2 separate regions of the Gossypium hirsutum genome follow, and region 1 is linked to region 2. A link is a contact called in public Hi-C data. All regions are on one chromosome and are shown on one strand. The core of a region is the stretch at or near the end of the contact, and the rest is flanking DNA. Distances in the headings are between cores, read along the strand shown.

Region 1 (3,235 bases), core at 301-2,800, 160 kb after region 2:
TAGAAAGGCCCGGAGAAGGGCCAACTTGAAGATTGTCCACGCTTTGTGTTTCTCCTTTTCAAACTCAGAAGCACTATTGCTACCAAAATAATAACAAATGAACCCCCACCAATGGATCCAACTATAGCAAACAAACTAGTCCTATTACTTTCAAGATTCCCTGGACACGAAACAAAATCTGATTTCTTTATTAACTCCATTATCTCCAGCCCATTCAGAAAGGCAGTTTGATTTGGAGAATTCGGTCGAGGCCCTATACTTATGTTCATGATTCCGGACTCATCAGAATCAACTACAAAATCATAGTAAAATGGAGCAGCCAACTGACCCATTTTATCATATGGATTAATCCTTGCACTAAACTTGTTGTAGATATAGAGATCGAAGATTATGACATTAAGAGATACACTAATTATGTCACAAAAATGGACCCGGACGAAGTGACTTGAACTCTTGCTCACATTAAAACTCCATGTAACATTGAAGAAATTTAGTTGCCTGCTCTCATCTATATTCATTTCTTTTGCAGTCTTATACACAGGGTCTGGGGCAGTATATTCAGTGGCTCCCCCTTCTCGATAGTTAGGTGAATCAGAGAAGAAGTCACTATTCCTTACAGCCATTGGATTAAGCAAGAAACTATCATCCGGTATCCAGTTCCTCCACAATGTATCATTTATTGGTGTGAGGGTAGGCCCTCCAACATTAATCCTAAAGAGTGTATGCAACACCTGAGAAGACAAACCATCAAAAGAAATTCTACTTCCTGCAGGAGTAACAAGAGGAGCGGTATCGGGGATGAAATCCTCAGGGGCAAGAAAGACTTCGATGGCGTTTACGAAAGCCAAGTTTGATCCTTGGGAAGGTATGAAGCAGATCCTAAATCTCTTTTCATTGATGGTGACCAAAAATTCTTTGATGATAGGTGAACTAATACTGTTCCTGAAAGTAAAGTTTGATAATAGCCAAAATCCTGAAGCTGAGACATTAAATTTAGCTGTGGCTAGATTAGAATCAGATGAAGAAACAAAGAAATGGAGACGCACAAAGTAGGTGCCGTTCTCATTAATTACAAACTCGTAAAAGAAAGGGCGTCGATAGATTCTTGCAGATTGATAGAGTTGAGATGATGAAGGATTTGCATGAGGGACAGGGCCGCTTTGCCCTACAAAGAAGGAAACACCGGAATTCAGGTCACCGACAAATTTCCGACCTCCGCTGCCTGAGACATTAGAATTTGATCCACAATTGATGAAGTACTTATGTGGAGGTGTGTAAGCTGATGAAAAGGGAAGAAGCAGCAACAACTGGAGGAGGAGGAGGTTTTGAAGCTTTTCCATTGGAGGAATGAAATGGTAAAGAGGCAAGTGTAACTAAGAATAGAAGGGGGTAGACAGCTTGAAACCGAATAAAGGAAATTGAGAATTGTTGATAAAAGAGGACCATTTAGCTATACTTTTAATGGTGTGGAAGCTGGAAAGCATTGCAATTTCCTTGAGACTTTGGAGGCAGTTAAAAGTAGATGAATTATTAGTCTAAAAAGAAAGATGATTGTTCTTTAACTTTAATAAAGAAGTAGGGTATGTCAACCTAAAAGATTATCTTTCTTTAACTTTAATAAAGAACCAAAGTTATTGCGTTCATATTACCTACATTTCTTTTACTATTTTTGTCCTCAAACCACATATTTTCTTTTAAAATAACTTAAAAAATTGGTACGAATTTGAAAATTAATTACTTTTTCTAACCAATAAATATATTCCAATACCTTGATTCTCAGTTGTGAGTTTGTTGAACAGTTGGAGTCTTTTAATTTCTGTGTGAAACTCTTGCATAATAAGAAAACATTTTTAGATGCTTGCAAATTGGAACATGTCTATTTTTTAATTCCATCCTTTTACTTTATTAATTTTGAAAAACTAATCCTTTTATTTTCAACCATCATCATATTTAATAAAAATTTAAAAAGTTGTTTAGTTGTTGATAAACATATTAATCAAAATTATTGATTTTTATTAATTTGTTGTATATAAAATATTACTTTTTTTTTGTTTATAAATTGTTTTTAGTGTTAATTCCAACTCAACATTTTAATCACAATGTTTAATAATTTTATCCAAATTGGACTAATTTTTTAATTTTTGTAAAATACGAAAAAAAAATGTCCTATAAATTAACTTCTCAATTTTTCTAGGAATTTGGTTTTTCTTTTCTTTTTGGAGTTTGAGATTAAAGTGGCAATGAGTTTCGATTGTGAATTGGTCATTGTCTGCCATAAGTGAGACACCTATTTAAAAGATATCTCCTTTTAAGGAATTTAAAATTTCATTATTATATAATTATGGTATAGTTTTGAGTTCATATGCGATACTGTTTTTACTATAGAAAACATAAATAATCTTCGACTCATTATTTTGAGAAATATTTTTTTTAATTTTGTTAAAATATTTTCGAAATATTTATTATATTCTACTAATTATAAATGAAAAGTTGAAGTATTTATAATGTTATAATATTTATAAGTGAAAGGTTAAAAGCAATAAACCTTACTTTTTCCACCCACTAATTTGTACACTTTAACTTTTATTTGTAAAAATTTTTAATTTTTCTTTTGGTAGAAAAGAACAGCATAAAGCGATTATAAAAAAACACACATCTTAGGACATATGAAAGCTCTTTTTATCAACCAATAGAAGTTATTGGATCGATATTGAAGGTTCTTAAAAAACCATTAGACTTGGAAGACCAGATACCGCAAGTCTTGCCCTATGAACTGCAACTGCGTTTTGGGATCTAGGAACATGGCGAATGCGCATCTTCCATTTACGATTAAAGATACCATGAATCACATGTAGGTCCACCATTCTGCTATTAACAGATCCACCAACCAACAATAATTCTACTAAAAGTGCATTATCACATTCTACCTCAACCTGTCGAAATCCTATCCCCATGCAACACGCAAACCCTTTAGCACAACTCTCACTCCCATCTTGAAAATATTTTCCTGCGGAAAGTGAATTAACATGTAGCCATATCATTGTCATTGTCATTGCTATCCTCACCCAATGGTAGTCCTAAATTAGAGCTATCATCCTCCATGATTGAATTGAAGCTTCAACGCCTCGATCAATATTATTCAATATTCCTTCCACTGCCACTTCCAAGTCCACTGTAAATGGTTTATTTTATAATACAGTCACTCCAAACCTATTGCTCAAGTTGTCAATTGCCT
Region 2 (3,457 bases), core at 193-2,692:
AACAAGCTTGCTCTGCCTTCACTCGCGCTTCTCCTTCCCTCAGATGGCTCGAAACACTTTTACCCACTCTCTTTAGCATCGCTATTGATGCTGGGTTGCCTACTATTTGCTCTGGATCATCTGGCACCTCTTCCTCCGCTGACATCCCACATATATACACTTCCCCTACCATTCCAAATCACGCTTACTTTTATAACTACAACTATCGTAACATTGCTATGCAATTTTTTTTTTTTAAAAATCACAGTCGTACTTACCAGTTGGACGAGGGTAAACTTCGGGGTCCATGGCTTTGCCGCCCTGCGGATGAAAGCTAAGAAAGAGGGCATGGGGCGTTATGGCACCAGGGTCTTTCGGCTCCAAAACAATACTATGGGCCTTAAGCCCAGAAACTCTGAACATTGAAGCTAACATCTCAAACTTTCCAGTCCAAGGCCCAAGTGATAGAACGACCGAGTCCGACTCAATAACTCGTCCCCCTTCGAGTACAACCGATCCAACTCTCCCCTCCTCAACACGTAGCTGCTCCAGTTTCCCAATCACCACCTCAACACCATATTTCTCGACGGCTGTGTTTAGCAGAGTTCTTGTGAATAATTGAGGATGTACTTGGGCTGTTGTTTGCGTCGTCCCGATTGTTCTAGGCCCACGTGTCGCCCCATCGACCCATGATGGGATCATAGAGTCACCGGACGACTTGGAACCGGACGGAGAAGAAGGCCCTGATTCGGTTACTGTGATGCTAAGAGTGGTCAAGGGCCGATACCCGTACGAGTCGGGGCCGTTGAGTTCTTCGGAGAGTGAACGGTGGAGATTAAAGCTAGCACGCGCGAGTGATTCGACGGGACCACCGTCGCACCAGTCTAGGGCGAGGAACCCGCCTGCTTTTCCGGAAGCGGCACAAGCTACCGAAGATTTTTCAACGAGAGTGACGGCTGCGCCTTTCTTGGCAAGGAAATAAGCCGTGCAAACGCCGATTATGCCTCCCCCGCAGACCACCACGCGCTTTTTCGATCCAGGTTGTTGCCGGTCATCCATTGGTTGCGATAAAGACGATAAGCAGGAGGTGGAAGTGGCGGTTATGACGAGGTCGGGGAGTGTTGGATATTTTCGGATTGGTCGGAAGAGCGATGCTATGGATACCGGCGATGCTGATGATATGACCGCCTTGATATCAAACCGATTGCCTTTTGTAGGAAAGTTGTAGTTTGAGGACACGTGTTATTTAGAATCAATTTCTGGGCGTGACGGAGCTAGGAGGAATGTAACCAGTTTTCGTTGGACAAATGGAAATGGGTTGGATATTCTATAGTCGATTCCACAGTTCCATCAAAATGGGTTTAGTCCACTAAATCTATAGCCCATTTAACTTCCACTTTCTGGTCATAGGTGGCTTGCCCTAAAAGCAAAAAATAATAATATCCAACAAAACAGCAAATTTTAGCATCTTATAGCCTTGAGGTTTAATTCCAAATATTTAGGTCTAATTATACTTTCACCTCATTTCAAATTTAATCTTTTACGTATTTACTTATTTTACTCTTTTGATTTAATAATTGAAATATAATTTTTTTTATTAAATTGAATTATATAATATTTCTGAAATAAAAATTTACTCACCCAATCAATATCACAAAAAACCGATAAGTATATAAAAATATTAAATCTAGAGTTGTAAGGATTTTTATTTTAAATACGAGACACTACATTTCTTCAGCACAATTTTAGAGAAGCTCCAATTTGACACTATTATCAATCAGACTTTAATGGTTAATTGATTTGATTACAACAGTTGTAACTTCAAAAAGGAAAATGATTAAATTTAGTATAAGGATTAAAAGCAAAATTAGAGAGAAAGATTGGAATGTTGGTATGATTTATAAAGGATAATTAGGTAATTTAGTTCACAAACAGTGTAAAGTCATTGGGGAGTGTTTTTTGTTGGATTCCATAATCAGAAACTTAAGATTCAAGTATGAGAAGGTAATGAAATTATGGGGAAGTTGGATGCATGCATGCATGTATGTATGTATGTATGTTTGGGAATGAGAGGGAGCAGACCCCGACCACCACTAATTCCACTTAATTAACATTAATTATGCAATTGTTGGCATATTTTCATGTAATAATTACTTTTTAATTATTTCAAATAATTGTAGGTCGAATGTGGGATTACAGTGAAAAATGACCTAACATATATCAACAACTATCTTTCTCATTCTAATCATCATTCTATAACATTATTATCAATTCGGTCTTTTATACACTTATGCAACTTTAATCCCTTTCAAATGCTAACACTTCAATTTTTTTTATTAAATAAACTTTCTTTTCACCCTCATTAAAAGTTGAATTTTCAATTTAATTTATTTTTTTAATTTTTTTCATTATTTTAAAGTTTAATATAATATTTGATATTTGAACTTAATTTTTTTAATTTAATACTTAAACATTTTTTTGTCCAACTTGATACATAAACTTATCGAATGTTATACAATTACTTCAATATACTACAATATTATTTTTTTTATGAGATAATAAAAATAACCAATATATGACCAACATGAGGCAAATGACATTGATTTTTTTTTGTAGTTTAAATGTTCAATTTTTTGTATTTTTTAAAATTTAAATAATGATTTTATTTTATTTTAGGTAAGCTCTTATTTCTTCTTTAATATCAATTCATTAAGCATAGCTCAAAATACAATTTTTTAACATGAACTTTATCTCATATAGACAATATTTTTTTTAGAATTGAAGACTTTGTGAAGATTATGCCATGTTTTAAGCATATAATTCCTCTTGAGTCATTCCTACCATTAACAGTCAAAATATTCTCAACACCACTGAAAAATAGAATTTGAGCATAATGTTTAGCAAAAAAGGAAACTTCAAATTTTATCTTTTTTTGCCATTAAATTCTATTTTATCTATCACATTGATTATACATTAGTTATTTTTGTCCTCTCGTAAAAAAAAAACTAACACCATCAATGTTTTAGGATAATTTGTATAATATTTGATAAGTTTAGGTATCAAATTAGATAAAAAAATTTAAAACTAAATTAATAAAAAAAAAATACCAATATACTAAATTAGACTAAAAATATTTAAATATCAAATTAAGAAAAAATTTGAAATACCAAATATTAAATCATATTTTAATATCAAAGAGTATATGCCATCCTTCCTATTAATCTAAAAAAAGGGATAAATATTATTTGGTAGCATAATATTTTTATACCGATGTTCATGTTGGTTACAATGAAGTTATTGGAGTGAGGACCCCAATGAAATTGAAGATTCGCACCCAGCCGACAAATTCCCTACTTTCTATCCAATTACCTCCGTCAATCTAAGATGTTTTATTAGTTTTATGACTACTCACAACCTCTGTTTTTCTGGGCAAACTAATTACTGCTTGGTTGCTACCTATTTGGTCTATAGTGATGAC

Evidence for each region. Hi-C and Micro-C count contacts between places; a contact is called where the count stands out from the background.
Region 1: a Hi-C map of leaf shows a contact between it and region 2, with 1.8 times the contacts expected there. The contact joins the promoter of LOC121223038 here to the promoter of LOC107900516 in region 2. A contact is called at or near these places in 3 of 34 Hi-C or Micro-C datasets (all in leaf).

The regions. Positions count from the first base shown.
Region 1 is chrD11:26,857,244-26,860,478 of Gossypium_hirsutum_v2.1, forward strand. It overlaps LOC121223038 (probable receptor-like protein kinase At5g24010), which reads right to left and starts at 1,551. Exons shown (of 1, transcript XM_041103967.1): 1 at 1-1,551. The coding sequence starts at 1,340.
Region 2 is chrD11:26,694,309-26,697,765 of Gossypium_hirsutum_v2.1, forward strand. LOC107900516 (putative oxidoreductase TDA3) reads right to left here and starts at 1,443. Exons shown (of 2, transcript XM_016826141.2): 1 at 258-1,443; 2 at 1-165. The coding sequence starts at 1,038.